Linked DNA regions of Mus musculus: all the other regions are linked to region 5. Evidence: chromatin contacts called from public Hi-C and HiChIP or PLAC-seq data. All regions are on one chromosome and are shown on one strand. The core of a region is the stretch at or near the end of the contact, and the rest is flanking DNA. Distances in the headings are between cores, read along the strand shown.

Region 1 (2,700 bases), core at 149-2,648, 940 kb before region 5:
ACAATATGTGCTTGTAATTCATGAAGGCCCACTGTCCTCCTTTTGTAACATATGCAGCCCTCACTATAAGGGAGGGGGCACATTCTATTCTCAATTCTAACTTTGTTATAACTTAAGCCACCTTCTTAAATATTTTACCAATTACCCTAGCTTCCTAAAACTATTTAAATCAAACCAGAAATTCTGAAAAAATAATTACTCATCTTAACAATATTAGTTTATAAAAGTTCATCTTCCTATTGATCTGCAGGAAAATTGCCCAATACAGTGGGCTGTCACCCAAGAAGCTCATTTGCCCACTACAGTGCCTCCTGAATGGCATCTGTCATCCTGTGCTCTTACTAAAAACATAATTCTGCCAGGTGAGCAAGATGACTCTAGGTAACAGCTGTGGGAGAAAAAAAAAAAAAACCAAAACAACAACAACAACAAAACCAATGCTGGTGAACTTAAGTATTCTAATTACAGCTGTCTTTGCTTTGTAAATGACCGCCCAAGTCACTAGACTTAGAGTATCTTTACCTTTGCTTAAATTGTGCAAAGTATAATCTGGGGCACGGGCTTAAAAGAGATTTAAGGATGGCAGTGCACGTGCATATAAATTAGTAAAAGTCTGCTGTTTGAGCCTGAATCTTCTTCAGGCACAAGCCACAGCTGGCTATATGCTTTTTTTTAGTAGAAATATTTCTGTTTTAATTTCTAGGTGTGTAGAGTGATATCTCACTGGATAGATATATTATTTCTGTAGCAGTGGTAGCCAGAGACATTGGCATTACAGCAGAATGAACAAGTTCAAGAGAAGTCTTGAAAGGTCTTGGAGTGTCAATTTTTCTGGAAGGAGGATTTCTCAAAGGACTGATCACTGGCCACTTAGGTGAACTGCAGAAAGCCAGGACTAGCTCAATGAAATGTGAAATGGACATGGAAACACCAGGTCTTCAGAAAACTTCCAGTCGTGAAAAGCAATGGACCCAAAGTAGACGTTCATGTAGTAACTAAGCTCTGACTATGGGTGAGGTCCTAGGGAAGAGATGTTGCCTAGTCACACTGGATCTCAGGGAAGACTAGGAGGCAGACCTTGATGTATTAAGTTCTCTATTAATGTGAAGTCACTGTGGGGCAAAGGCCTGAGGGAAGCACAGAGCAGTGAGGAGAACAGAGAAAGGATCAGGTGAGGCAGCTTTTCTAGCCCAAGGCTGCCTGGTGTGATCTGAGGCTCAGGTAGGACTGGCCCCAGGGAAGCATTGTGAGTGGTGGGGCCAGGCTACTGCAACTGCTGTGTTTATAAAAATGGCATCCAAGGCCTAGAAGAAACTTTGGTTGTCTTCTAGTCTATTGTTCATCCTGCCCTGTCCTGGAAACACCCCTAACTGGCCACTGGTGAATCATTTCCAAATACAGTAAGTAAACAAACACCAGCTGGGCTATTTCCATTTCGTGGGTCTGTACCTGTGGACCCAACCAACCACAGATCAAAAACACTTGTGAAATAGAAATCAGGCCTGTACTAAACATGTACATACTCTTTTCTCTTCATTAGTCCCCAACCAATACAATCTATAGAATATTTGTATGGTATATCTCTCTTATACCATATATACCATACACACACACACACACACACATACATATACACACACATATATATGTGTGCATATATATATATATGTGTATATATATATATATATATATATGTGTGTGTGTAATACCACATATACATATAATACCACGCGCAATAGGAACAGACAGACACTACATACACACACACACACACACACACACACACACACACACACACACAGTGTTATAGCTAATGCATGGACTATTTAAAGTATATAGGGTGCTATGGGTAGGTTCCACTAAAATCCCTGACATTTTCTTCATTGATACTGAACTAAGAAATAAAAAAGTCTTCCTCTTGGAGCAGTTTTGAGCAAGAGTCAGGCCAAATTTGAATTATTCACCTTTTTGCCTATGCTTTTCTTCTGTATGTCACCTGTGGTCTATAGGCTATTGTCTGCCTGGGGTGTGTGTGTCTGTGTAGTGTCTGTCTGTTCCCATTGTCTGTAACAAAGGGCTTTGCTCTGTACTTACTGTATAGAACATGAAACATGGTATGGAAAAGGAATGAGAATTTTTTTTCTCAGAATATTTAACAGATTTTACAAGGGAAGAATTACTTTACTAACTAACCCCAGCTGACCCAAAATAGTACTTAAAACCTCTTCCTCTAGTCACTTGTTGTTTCCAATATTAATAGGATATTTGTATTTTTCTTTTTGTTTTTTTAAAATTTAAAACTTGTTGGCTGCATTCAACAAATAATTACCCCAACGCACGTGCACGCGCGTGCTTACACACACACACACACACACACACACAGACAGAGGCACGTGCGCATGGTAGCTTAGTTACTTCTGGGTCAGAGTCATTCATTTAAAATTAAAGCTATGCATATGGGAAGTCCAAAGGTGTTGTAAGAGTGGCTATATTGTTTTCTTTTCTTTTTCTTTTTTCATTAGGTATTTTCCTCATTTACATTTCCAATGCTATCCCAAAAGTCCCCCATACCCACCCCCCCAATCCCCTACCCACCCACTCCCCCTTTTTGGCCCTGGCGTTCCCCTGTACTGGGGCATATAAAGTTTGCAAGTCCAAAGGGCCTCTCTTTCCAGTGATGGCTGACTAGGCCATCTTTTG
Region 2 (2,776 bases), core at 220-2,719, 650 kb after region 5:
CACATTTGCCACTGCCTCCACCCATGCTTTGAGATGTCAACAGACTTCAAACTTCATTTAGTAGCCCTTCAGTCACAAGGCAGATAACTAATATCAGGATTTTTCTCTGACTGTTTGGCTTTCTCCATAATAATGCAGCTTAATTAAGCTAGCCTCCCAAAGAGCTGCTCAGCTGAGACTGGCAGAGAGGATTTGAATTAATCTTTCTTCTCTTAGATGATCCCAAGTCAAACTCATTCATGCCCACACAGGGATGCGCTCTTCACCTGCATGATGGAATTAAAAGAAGAAATCCTCACTACATTTACTAGACCATGTGCGGATGCTCAAACTATGATGTGCCTCCAACTCTTCAATGCGGATCCCTGGGCACTGAGCTAGTTCTATTGAATTGCTATCTTAGGGATAGTGGACCTGATAGTCATGGTAATGAACACAGGACTGTATCATTTAATTGGATGGAAGAGATATCACTGGCACTTGGTTGGATGCCTGATCATATCTGAACTAGCTGAGGTCACAGTTGCATGCAGCCCTAGGTTCAAGCCCTGATTGTACCACTTTGAAGATGGCTGACCTTCCAAAAATTGTTTACGCCCTTTGGCTTCTTTTACGACATGGTCTCTGTAGCTTTAGCTGTCCTGGAACTTGTTCTGTAGACCAGACTGGCCTCAAAGTCAATGATCTGCCTGCCTGTGCTTTCTGGGATTAAAGGTGTGTACCACAACACCTGACTGGCTTTTATTTCTTATCAGTAAAATGCAACGGACAACACTATTCTGCCTTCATTACAGCTATTGCTGATAAGGTCATAGATGAGCATCTAAGCATCTGGCACACTTGCCTGATAAATGATGTTGCTGTACCTGCAGTTATTTTGTTATTCTAGAACTTCCATGATTCTTGATACAAGTAGCTCATATTTTTAGTCCTATTAGCACATGTTTTAATGGAACACCTTAGAACTGTGTAGTGTGTGTGCAGGCATGTATGTGTGTGTGTGTGTGTGTGTGTGTGTGTGTGTGTGTGTAAATGGGTGTGCATGTATAGGTGTTGAAAGACCCCCAAAGGGAGACCCCCACTCAAGTCTCTGGATAGCTGCGGACCCCCAGGAACTAACAAGAGATCAAGCTTGATTCAGATCACACGAGGCTTTATTCGGGGAAAGCCAGAGCTTTGGGGACGACTCGTATCTCACACAGGGGTAGAGGAGTCTACCCAGAAGTGAAATGGGGCCCTCCTTTTATGGGCCCTCAAGGGAGAAAGGAGGAGGGGGAAAGTAGGGGATTTCTAAATCACATGTCTTTAGATAAACAATTCCTAATTTAAGGTGATTTCACAAGAAATAGGTATGGGAGGGGTACAAGGAAGGAGTCGTGTGCAGGTGCAGGGGTGATGCAACTCTATTGGCTATCAGCTGATATGTGGGGCAACTCAGGATTGGCCTTATCTGAAGTTGCTGTGGAAATTTTCCGATTTCAGCCAAGCAAGCAGATTACAATCACTTGGCAGAGGGCTACAGTGGTTGGTAAATACACGGGTTAAAGGACGGTCAGAACATTGGCAAACACATGAGTTCTAAGAACGGTCAGAACTTTGTGCATAAACATTCTCTAAATCAATGGAGCAAGTTAAACTTTTACTTGTCAATAGTGAGGTCCATGCCGGTCTAGAGGCTTTCATGAATTTTCATTCTGTCAGGTTCTTTCAGTATGTGTATATGGGTATATGCATGTATGTATGTATGTATATTGTTGTGTGTATATATATATGTATGTGTGTATGTGTGTATATGTGTGTATGGGTACAAGTGTGAGTGGGTAGGTGAGTATGTGTGTGTGTATGGGTAGGTCTGAGTATGTGATAACACAACTACAAAGTATGTAGAGATACTAATGAACCATAACATGGGCATTCTTTCATGAAATTCTAGGGTGTTTAGCTATGGGTGTTATATTCTACTGTTGTGAGTGTATCCAGATGAATATAGCATACATATCTTGAAATATAGAAGAGACAAATCTATATCAAAAACTTGGATAAAATGTTACTCATTGCAAAAAATACCATGGCTTCTTTTAATGAGAAAAGTATCTATTGGTGTATAAAAGATCTAATTGCCTAGGTTTATTGAGATACTTCACCACAGCTACAATCTTGAGTCAACTTATGTGCATGTCAAATGTATGTATGGATAAAGAAAGTTACCAGAAACACACACACACACACACACACACACACACACACACACACACACACACACACACACACAGACATATTGAACCATTAAGAAGAATGACATCTTGTCATTTATAACAAAGTGGGTAGCCCAGAGGACGTTATGTTAAGTGAAATAAGCCAGACATAGAAAGACAAGTACAGCATGCTCTCTCATATGTCAATGTTAGAACTTAATAAGGATGAAATGAAATTAATAAGGATGGGAAAACATTGGGTGGAAAAAGGAAGATTGGATGCTTGTATGCATGTATGAAAATATTACACTGAACCTCATTAAGATGAACAATTACAAGTAAATGATAAAGATCCTTTAACATTTGGAAACAATTAAATAGAAATTTTATGGTATACAATCCTCAGCACAGTCGTGCCCATTATACTTTAAAGAGATGGAAATGATTTGCAAAGAGTTCAGAAGAGAACGAGGTTTTTATTGTTCTGGCAAGGCTAAGGTTGGTGTTTTTGGATTTACATCTTCTTTCAGGCCATGTTCCTTGCTGAGAATGCAAATGCCCTTCTTCTTCTTCTTCTCCTT
Region 3 (2,845 bases), core at 238-2,737, 970 kb before region 5:
AAACACCAACATTTTATTATATAATTAATCATGGCACTGTTAACGATAACCAGGACACTGGTAAATGATGGTAAAACTCGGTCCGTATTCAAGTTTATCCAACTGCCCCAGTGAATTATTCTCATTAGGAAGGGCTCAAGCAGGCTCCAAACATGTGAATATAAATGGTGTATCTTCCAAATCTCTTTATTCTGGAGAGAAGCAGAGGAGGCTACTCTGTGCTTTAATAGCATATAAAGGCCTAATATGAAAAACAAAACAAAATAAAGCCTGCATACATACACCCCAAAGGGGAGCCAGCCATGCAACCGGAATGTTAGAAACAGTGTTAGAAACGTATCAGAAACGTATCAAATTCAGGAATCATTTGCTCAAAATGCGTTTAAGTTACAACAGAGCTCAGTCTATTACCTGCTTGTACAGTGCATAGAGTCTTAGCTTCACTTCGTTTCCCGGGTCCTTCTTCAAGAGTTTCACCTGGTTCAATGCATTTTCAAAGTCCTGCTGACTGGCTCTCATTGTTGGTCTGCCCAAGTGCAGTTTAGCCACTTGTAATCTGAAGACCTGCAGGACACTACAAATAGTGGTTTCTGTTTGTTCCTTGCCCTTTTATTTCTGCAGCAACAGGATTACTGATTGGCTCCAACTCATGTTGATCAGAACAGCATGCATCTACAACAGAGGCAGGCGGATTTCTGAGTTCAAGGCCAGCCTGGTCTACAAAGTGAGCTCCAGGATATCCAAGGCTATACAGAGAAACCCTGTCTCGAAAAACAAACAAACAAACAAACAAAAACAACAACAACAACAAAAACCCCAACAGTTTCCCTAAGTAAGCAACTTCCCACTGACGCTTATTGCACGCTCATTCAAATGGAGGGTAAGTTTTGCCTTTTGAGAAAGTCACACAGCGGTTCACTTTGCTCCATAGTTCTTTGGGTTATTACTTATGGAGCACTCTCTCCAGCCACTTCTCTGAACAAAGTGAGCTTACTGCTTGAAACCCCACACTGGTTCAGCAGCGCTCAGAGCTAACTAGCAATATTGGACAAAGTGTCATCTTAGCCAAGGCACTGCGTGCGTGCCCTAGGAAGTCCCGGGCTGGGCCTGGAGGCCTGGGTGCCCCGGGGACCCAAGCACCGACGGAGGCGACCGGAGCGCGTCCATCCTTACCCTTTGGGACTCAGCAGAGGAAGAACCTTCGAGGTCACTCTTTAGAGCTCTCTCGCTGGGAAATCGTCAAAGTAATATCCTGCTGTCTCGCTAGCCAGGCCAGATGACAAAGCGGGCGGCTCCGTGGGCGGGCGAAAATTCCCGCTGGCGACTTTGGGCCGGAGAGTCGAGGCTGCAAGCTTACCTCGGACACCAGCATCGAGCCCGACTCCAGGTCACTGCCGCCATAGCTAGATACTGTGGTCAAACTGAGCCCGGAGGCTTAGGCCCAGCAGAAACTGCAGGGCAAGACCGGGAAGGGGCGGAGCCAGAGGTGCGCTCCGGGCGTGGGTGGGGCCAGGGTTCAGGGGCGGGGCCAGGATGTGAGCTCGGCCTGTGAAAGGACCCGGGGACAAAAAGACTGGCGGAGATAATCTTGGATGTGAGCCCTGGGCAGGGGTGCGACTAGCGACTCCTTCAGAGTTGAGAATGGGCGGGTTTCGAGGAGGAGCCTAGAATGCCTGGCCCAGGTCCAACTCCGTACAAAGGTGATTGGCACAAGATCTGGCAAAGAGGGACAGGGTACGGAGGCGGTTCACTGTGTTCTTCGGAATATTAATCAGAGAGCCTAAGCATATTTATTTACAAACCGGACAGCTCCCAGAATGTTTAGTTAGGAGCACGCTCCTGAGCACGTTCAGTCTAAGGTCATGGAACATTATGTTTAAAAGATTATATGGACAAGAGTGCTCCTGGATATGCTTATCTTGCACAATTAAGTTTAAGCTGAACATGAAACGGTATAAGCTTCATTAATGTAGGCGTTTGCCCCTAAGGTGATTCTCATGCTTAGCAGAGGCCACCTCCAGTAAACACCACGTCTGGCTGAAGATTGGGGTGGGGGTGGGGCAGTTCGCAAGGAAAGGGAACCACACTGAGCAGAGTATTAGTTGAGCTTGAGGATCACTGCGCCCACGTTAAGAAGCTCTTGTAGTGTGTGAGACCTGGAACTAGCATTGTAAAGTACCTTCATAGTGAGTCCTAGACCTCCCTGCCGACTCAAATGATCCTCTTTGCACGTAGATAAAATTCTTGATATGAATATATATATGTTCTGTGCTAAGAGTAATAGAGAGCCACGGAAGAGCTAATTGGTAGAGCTAGAGAATTGACTAGGCTATTTGAGAACAGTCGTGGCTCTTGCAGAAAGCCCGGGTTTGGTTTCTCTGAATCTACAGGGTGGGTCATAACCATTCATAACTCCAGTTCCAAGGGGACAGACACATTTTATGACCTAAACAGCCCTCAGACACACAGATGGTATGCATAATACCAGTATGCAAAACCAATTACATAACGACAGTTAAATAAATAGACAAAGTAAAACAAAAAAGTTACAACAAATACATTTTTTTAAAAAGAGCCATTGGGTATGCTTTTGATCTACTTTACAGTGCAGTCAAGATGCCCGGGCATGTCTCTGAGAGTTTTGTTTCTGTACTAGAGTGAGAATGGCAGAATCCTCCTCAAGATCTCACCAGAGTTCGAATCTCCACTCCTGGTTCTTATAAAGACCTTGGAGAAGGAGGTGTGTGGGTCAATTAGGTCCTACCTTAGAGGCTTGACTGCACGTGAGCAGTGCTGTCTAAGAAGGGATTTGATACAGACACCCAGGCCTGGTGGTCACAAGAGC
Region 4 (2,829 bases), core at 235-2,734, 800 kb before region 5:
TCATGTGTGAGATGGGGCTTCCCATGCCTGACTAAGTCATTGATTGTTAAAACAAATAAAATAAAGAGCACATTCAGGCTGATGAATGAGATCCAGTGTGTTTGAAAGAGTCACTTCGGCTTGCAGAGGTGCAAGCAGATAGCTAGGAAGTACTCGAGAGTAGAGGATTGACATTTCAATATTCTATAACAGGACATTATGAACTTGGTGGAGAGAGCATGGCCCCTGGGATCAAATGAGCATTGAGTCTTAAAATTGGGGTACCTAGACCCGCAACATCTACCTATATTACCTGGAAATATGATAAGCATACCAATTTGGAATTGTTACTCCAGACCTCAAGAGGACTCTGAGAGAGAAACTTAGCAACTCTGTCTTGGTGAGGTCTCTAGGTATAGCCTATGCTGCTGAAGTCAGAGACTCTGGCTTCAGACAGGCCTATGGGAGGGAAGCTGAGCACTCCCTGTGATTTGTCAAGGTCTCAGAATATCCCTGGGATAGAAATTTAAACTGGTGTTGGCAGCTTGCTGTGGTACTTGGAGGGTGGGAAGCTATTTAATTTATCATGAATGGCTTTCCCCAGAGTGTTCATGAGCTGGGGAAGAAGAGAGGAACACAATAAAAATAGGAGCATCTCAATGTGCTGGAGCCCAGACAGAGCCTGAGTAACTCTGGACCACAGCTTGGGAGCAGCACCAGATGGTGAAACTTGGACCAGAGCATGGGTTAAATACTGGCCAGGGGAATACAGCTAAATCTTACGTCATCAACAAACATTCCCAGCATGCACGGCTTGCGGTGACAGTGAGAAATTAAGACATCTCTTCTGGGCTGAGAATTTAGTTAGAGACATAACTCTTAAACCAAACAAACACAATGCACAAAGTTATAACTCAGAGTCTATGAAGGAGAGCTTGCTGTGAGTACTCCAGAAGAGCTGGACAGAGTGGCTGCAAGAGGCAGAAGGACAAGAATGACAAAGGTCGACACTTGTACTTGCTGCGATCAACAGGTGGTGACGTCTGATCTCGAGTGACAGCTGTGCGGCTTTGTGAACAAATGCTGATACATTGCAATTACTATTTGTTCCTTGACAAGAATTCATGTCTGAGCACAGTCTAAAGGACCTTGAGTAAAATAAACAATAGTGTAGGGCTTCAGTAGTGAACACATCTCCACCACTTCAGCAAGCCCCTCTATGAGCTCAGTAGAGCAAACACACCCTAGGACTACAAAGTATAAGGTTGATAGGCTGATAGATGACTAGCTGAAAGAGAGCAAACAGCTCTTAGCATGCAGCATCCCAGAAGCACCTGGGATCATCTTCTCTTCACTTTGCCCTAACTGAATACATTCCTGCTTTCTCTAGGAGTGACATGGTCCAGTATTCTCAGTGGATGCCTTACTACAGACAGTACTTACTCCTATGTGGGCTACTACAGAGCAACCACAGACCCAGTGTTAATCTGTTCTTCCACATTGTGTGCCGTAACACCTCTGCATCATTCCTCTTGTCCTTTGGGACCATTATGAAGAAAATCATGGTTATATGTGTGCAAGCATTGTGACATCATGACAAATGATGTGATAGCTGAGGTGACTAATGGTGGCTACACTGGGCAAAGGGATGTCTCTTATCTTGGATGGGAACAGGACAGTGTGAGATTTTTACCATGCTTCTAAGATTGGCACGGCATTTTAAATGTATGAACTGTTTCTCATAGTTTCCGTTTAGCAATTTCAGACAGAGCCTAATCTTGGGTAAATAAAAATCCCAGAAAGTGGAACCAGCAGAGAGAGAAGCCAGCTGAACACTTTTTCTGTATGACAGCGCTGGGTCATCAACAAAAGGGTGAATGGCACTCACGCTGTGTTTGTTATGATGGGAAATCATGAAATAAAACATTGGAAATGGTGAAAGCAGATCTGGGGAGACGGCTCAGTTCGTAAAATTGCTTGCTGTGCAAGCACAAGAACCTGAATTCAGATCCTAGAATGCAGGTGATCAGCTGGGATAAAGTAGCAGTGGTGTGCCTGCAATTGCCAGTGTTCGGGAGGCACAGAGAGAAAGGTCCTGGGGTCTAGCTGGTCAGACAGTTCAGCCTAGTGGTTTCTGACCTTCCTCATGCTGTGACCCTTTACTACAGTTCCTCATGTTGTGGAACCATAAAATTATTGTGTTGCTACCTCATAACTGTAATTTCCTGACTGTTATGAATCATAATATAGATATCTGATCTGCAAGCCGATATGTGACCCTTGTGAAAGGGTTCTTTGATCCCTAAAGTATTCAAAACCCACAGGTTGAGAACCACTGATTTACACAAGTCAGTGAGTTCCAGGTTCAGTGAGATACTGTATCCCAAAATTGCAAGAGGACAATGGATAGCAGAAGAGACGTGATATAGACCTCTGGCTTTCACATGTACACATCTCTACATAGATGTGCGTGCATACATAGGTATGCACATGCACACAGTCACATACAATACACACACACACAGAGACACATACATATATATTCTACAGTTCTTATATTTACCACTTAATCTACATACACACAGGAAAAAGGAAGAAAATGTGAAAGTGTTTGGGTCGTTCCTAACGGCTTGTTGTGAGGGCCAGAGTCTGCTCAGTTGAGAGCGTCTGGACTTGCTGTTGGAAGCTGACACCTAAGGCTTCATTGACTGCTTTGATTCAGGTGTTACTCTTTAGTTTACAGCTCCCACTGCCTTTCTGGTGGGGAAAAGCAATAAATCCCTTCTCAATGGTCCTATTTACACTCAGATTATAAACATCTCTGGAAACAAGAGGGCATCTTCATGTGAT
Region 5 (2,700 bases), core at 18-2,517:
TGGTGTGCGCCTTTAATCTCAGGCAGAGGCAGGCAGATCTCTGTGAGTTTGAGGCCAGCATGGACTACAGAGTGAATTCCAAGATAGCCAGCCCTATACACAGAAAAACCCTGTCTCAAAAAATCAAAGAAACAAACTAGTTTGTGAACATTATACTTATTATCACAATATATCAATGTCTATCTACACGTTAAAAAAAAAGTGTCCTGTGCTGTAGATTTTGTAGATGCTGGAGGTGGGGGCACTCTAGGTAGATCTGGATTGGGAGTCCCATACTGTCAGATTCAGTATGTAGATATGGACACTGTACTGGACACTTAATGACTAGAAAGTCCCAGCCAAGGGACTGAGGGGCCTGTTCCTAAAAATTCCTCTCTAGCTCAGGGTCTTTGGCCATAAAAATAATTTTCCAACTTCCTGGGGTCAAACCTGACCTTAGCTCAGCTCTGGGACCTGAACAGATGTTCCCATCCTTTGTGTGCTACATTGAGTTGGAGTGATGAAGTTTTGTGCACATAAGATCACATGGGAGGGGCCCTCAGCCTTGGGGAGGGATGAGCAGCCTGTGAGTCCTCAATAGATACTAAAATCAGTAACTATTGATGACTCCTTAAATTCTGCTATACCGTGCCCAGTTTAAAAGCCTGGGAAAATTAGCTTTGCTTTTTGTTCCTTGATTTGTGGACCAATATTTCTAAAACCCCAATTTTTTTGTGTAAGTAAGTATACACACAGCCATGGTGAGGCAGTTAGTCACTCCTAAACGGTGGTCCCCAGAGCCTGTCCTCAGCATCTCCCTGTTAGAAATTCTCTCAGAACTGCCTGGGACACCCTGAATCAGATATGAGGGGTGGGGTGGGGGAATGGGAGGTGGGCATGACATTTGGTGATGAAGTTATCAGTTGAAGCTTGATCAAGGCAAAGTTAGCTGGAAGGCAAAGGCACAATACAACACTTAAGGAAGTATCCAGTGCCAGGATATAGTGAGATGTTCTTCCATTAGTCTTCTGGCAATTGGGTTTTGACCGGCAACCCCCAGAAGGCCTGACTGAGCCTTAGAGGGTCTGGGATCCTTGCGGAGGAGAGGTGGCAGTTGCAGGCCAGGCGCAGGCTAAGCGAGAGGGGGGAATGAATGCCTTCAAGTCTGAAGGAAGGCGCTTAGCCATGGAGGGAGGTGCCAGCCCTCTTCTTTGAGGACAGGGGGGTGGGGGTGGGGCGGGAGGACCTTGACGTGCTCTAGTGCTAGGCGCCAATGGCCACCGGGTGCTCTTGTCTGCCTGCCTAGTGAGCTCCCGGTGGGTTCCTGCTCTGTCCCCTGCTCAAGCGCAGCAGCAAGGTCACCAGGTAAGTAGGTGGAAGCTGTAGCTTCGGCCTTCCAGCTTTTAGAACCACTGAGGGGCACAACTACACAGATGCGACCTGGGACTCGAGCGGTTTCGGGGATACAGGATGAAAGGGAAGGGATGCACTTCGCTCGATTGCTTGCCTTAATGACATTCTTGTATCGCGGATTCCCTAGGCCAGTGACAGCCAGGACGTCTCCTCCGGAAGAATAACTTCACAGGCTGGAAAACTTTGTCTAGTTCTGAAAGTTGAGAGCTACCCCAGAGGATACAGACGCGCATAGCAGCCGCGGGGTGGATCAAAGCTATCGGCTAGCCTACGACCTTCAGAAATCCTAGTCTCCACTACGGACGTAGCTCTCAGGTGTTCTGGCTGTCGCGCCTCCCTGTCTTGGCCCTCCCCTTGGGAGCTAGCCGCAGGCCAGCATCCTCCTCCCTCTTGGTCCCGGGCAGCAGCAGCTAAAAGCTGGAGGTTCCAGGCCGAATCCGCTTTCTGCCAGGGTAGGCAAGCCCAGCCGACACTATGCGCTCCTTCTGCTGCGGGAGTAGATAAAAGTTTCCAGAGGACTCTCCGCGGTTCCCGCAGGACGAAACCCGGGGCCGGATCGGACACTGTCATGGATCCCTCGGGAGAACAGCTACACAGATCCGAGGCGTCCAGCTCTACGTCTTCCGGAGACCCTCAATCCGCGGAGGAACTGTCGGTCCCCGAGGTCCTTTGCGTGGAGAGTGGCACCTCTGAGACCCCGATCCCTGATGCTCAGCTCCAGGACCGGCCCCTGTCGCCGCAGAAAGGGGCAGCTCTCCCGGAACAGGAGGAGCTACAGGAATATCGCCGCTCTCGTGCGCGCTCCTTCTCTTTGCCCGCAGACCCCATCCTGCAGGCGGCCAAGCTCCTGCAGCAGAGGCAGCAGGCGGGACAGCCCAGCTCAGAGGGTGGCGCGCCGGCTGGGGACTGCTGCTCCAAGTGTAAGAAGCGCGTGCAGTTCGCCGACTCCCTGGGACTGAGCCTGGCCAGCGTGAAGCACTTCAGCGAGGCCGAGGAGCCTCAGGTGCCCCCGGCCGTACTTTCCCGTCTCCACAGCTTCCCGCTGCGCGCCGAGGACCTGCAGCAGCTCGGGGGGCTGCTGGCAGTGGCAACGATGCCTGATCCTCTCTTGGTACCCTGCGCCCGGCTCCGACCCCACTTCCAGCTCCCGGAGCTGCGCGCTGCGGAGGAGCGTCTGCGGCGACAGCGAGTGTGCCTGGAGCGTGTGCAGTGCTCCCAGCCGCCCCGCGCCGAGGTGACCGGCTCTGGCCGAGTGATCAGTTGCCCCGGACCCAGGGCAGTGGCGGTGCGCTACACTTTCACGGAGTG

Evidence for each region. Hi-C and Micro-C count contacts between places; a contact is called where the count stands out from the background. HiChIP or PLAC-seq counts read pairs in DNA pulled down with a chosen protein or histone mark.
Region 1: a contact with region 5 is called in an H3K27ac HiChIP or PLAC-seq map of hepatocytes, with 10 times the contacts expected there. The contact joins the enhancer-like site here to the promoter of Ppp1r3g in region 5. A contact is called at or near these places in 7 of 39 promoter capture datasets (3T3-L1-derived adipocytes, HPC-7-derived erythroid cells, cranial neural crest and 3 more), 3 of 484 Hi-C or Micro-C datasets (brown adipocytes, nephron progenitors and stem cell-derived neural progenitor cells), 7 of 115 datasets of contacts at active chromatin or transcription factors (bone marrow-derived macrophages, embryonic limb bud, embryonic stem cells and 3 more) and 2 of 9 other capture datasets (liver and macrophages).
Region 2: a Hi-C map of liver shows a contact between it and region 5, with 5 times the contacts expected there. The contact joins the enhancer-like site here to the promoter of Ppp1r3g in region 5. A contact is called at or near these places in 1 of 484 Hi-C or Micro-C datasets (liver), 4 of 115 datasets of contacts at active chromatin or transcription factors (bone marrow-derived macrophages, embryonic stem cells and stem cell-derived neural progenitor cells) and 2 of 9 other capture datasets (embryonic stem cells and liver).
Region 3: an H3K27ac HiChIP or PLAC-seq map of cardiomyocytes shows a contact between it and region 5, with 7 times the contacts expected there. The contact joins the promoter of Eci2 here to the promoter of Ppp1r3g in region 5. A contact is called at or near these places in 6 of 115 datasets of contacts at active chromatin or transcription factors (cardiomyocytes, embryonic basal ganglia, embryonic limb bud and 3 more) and 2 of 9 other capture datasets (embryonic stem cells and macrophages).
Region 4: an HNF4G HiChIP or PLAC-seq map of pancreatic cancer cells shows a contact between it and region 5, with 7 times the contacts expected there. The contact joins the promoter of 4930529N20Rik here to the promoter of Ppp1r3g in region 5. A contact is called at or near these places in 1 of 484 Hi-C or Micro-C datasets (macrophages), 3 of 115 datasets of contacts at active chromatin or transcription factors (embryonic stem cells, pancreatic cancer cells and stem cell-derived neural progenitor cells) and 1 of 9 other capture datasets (macrophages).

What each region holds. Positions count from the first base shown.
Region 1 is chr13:35,022,168-35,024,867 of GRCm38.p6, forward strand. It overlaps a transcript of Eci2 not described here. Among named protein-coding and RNA genes, the nearest start is that of Eci2, 29 kb to the left of the region's middle. Within about 2 kb of position 1,399, at least 4 of the 459 cell types and tissues checked have an H3K27ac peak or open chromatin away from gene starts, as enhancers often do. A contact at or near this core is called in hepatocytes and liver, where this site is marked.
Region 2 is chr13:36,619,717-36,622,492 of GRCm38.p6, forward strand. All of the region lies in intron 1 of Gm46409 (a long non-coding RNA gene), which reads left to right. Among named protein-coding and RNA genes, the nearest start is that of Gm46409, 8.2 kb to the left of the region's middle. Within about 2 kb of position 1,470, at least 13 of the 459 cell types and tissues checked have an H3K27ac peak or open chromatin away from gene starts, as enhancers often do. A contact at or near this core is called in liver, where this site is marked.
Region 3 is chr13:34,992,657-34,995,501 of GRCm38.p6, forward strand. Eci2 (enoyl-Coenzyme A delta isomerase 2) reads right to left here and starts at 1,488. Exons shown (of 10, transcript NM_001110331.1): 1 at 1,358-1,488; 2 at 412-574. The coding sequence starts at 1,401.
Region 4 is chr13:35,166,320-35,169,148 of GRCm38.p6, forward strand. It overlaps 4930529N20Rik (RIKEN cDNA 4930529N20 gene), which reads right to left and starts at 1,485. Exons shown (of 2, transcript NR_153831.1): 1 at 1,423-1,485; 2 at 827-1,127.
Region 5 is chr13:35,966,639-35,969,338 of GRCm38.p6, forward strand. It overlaps Ppp1r3g (protein phosphatase 1, regulatory subunit 3G), which reads left to right and starts at 1,268. Exons shown (of 2, transcript NM_029628.1): 1 at 1,268-1,344; 2 at 1,520-2,700. The coding sequence starts at 1,961.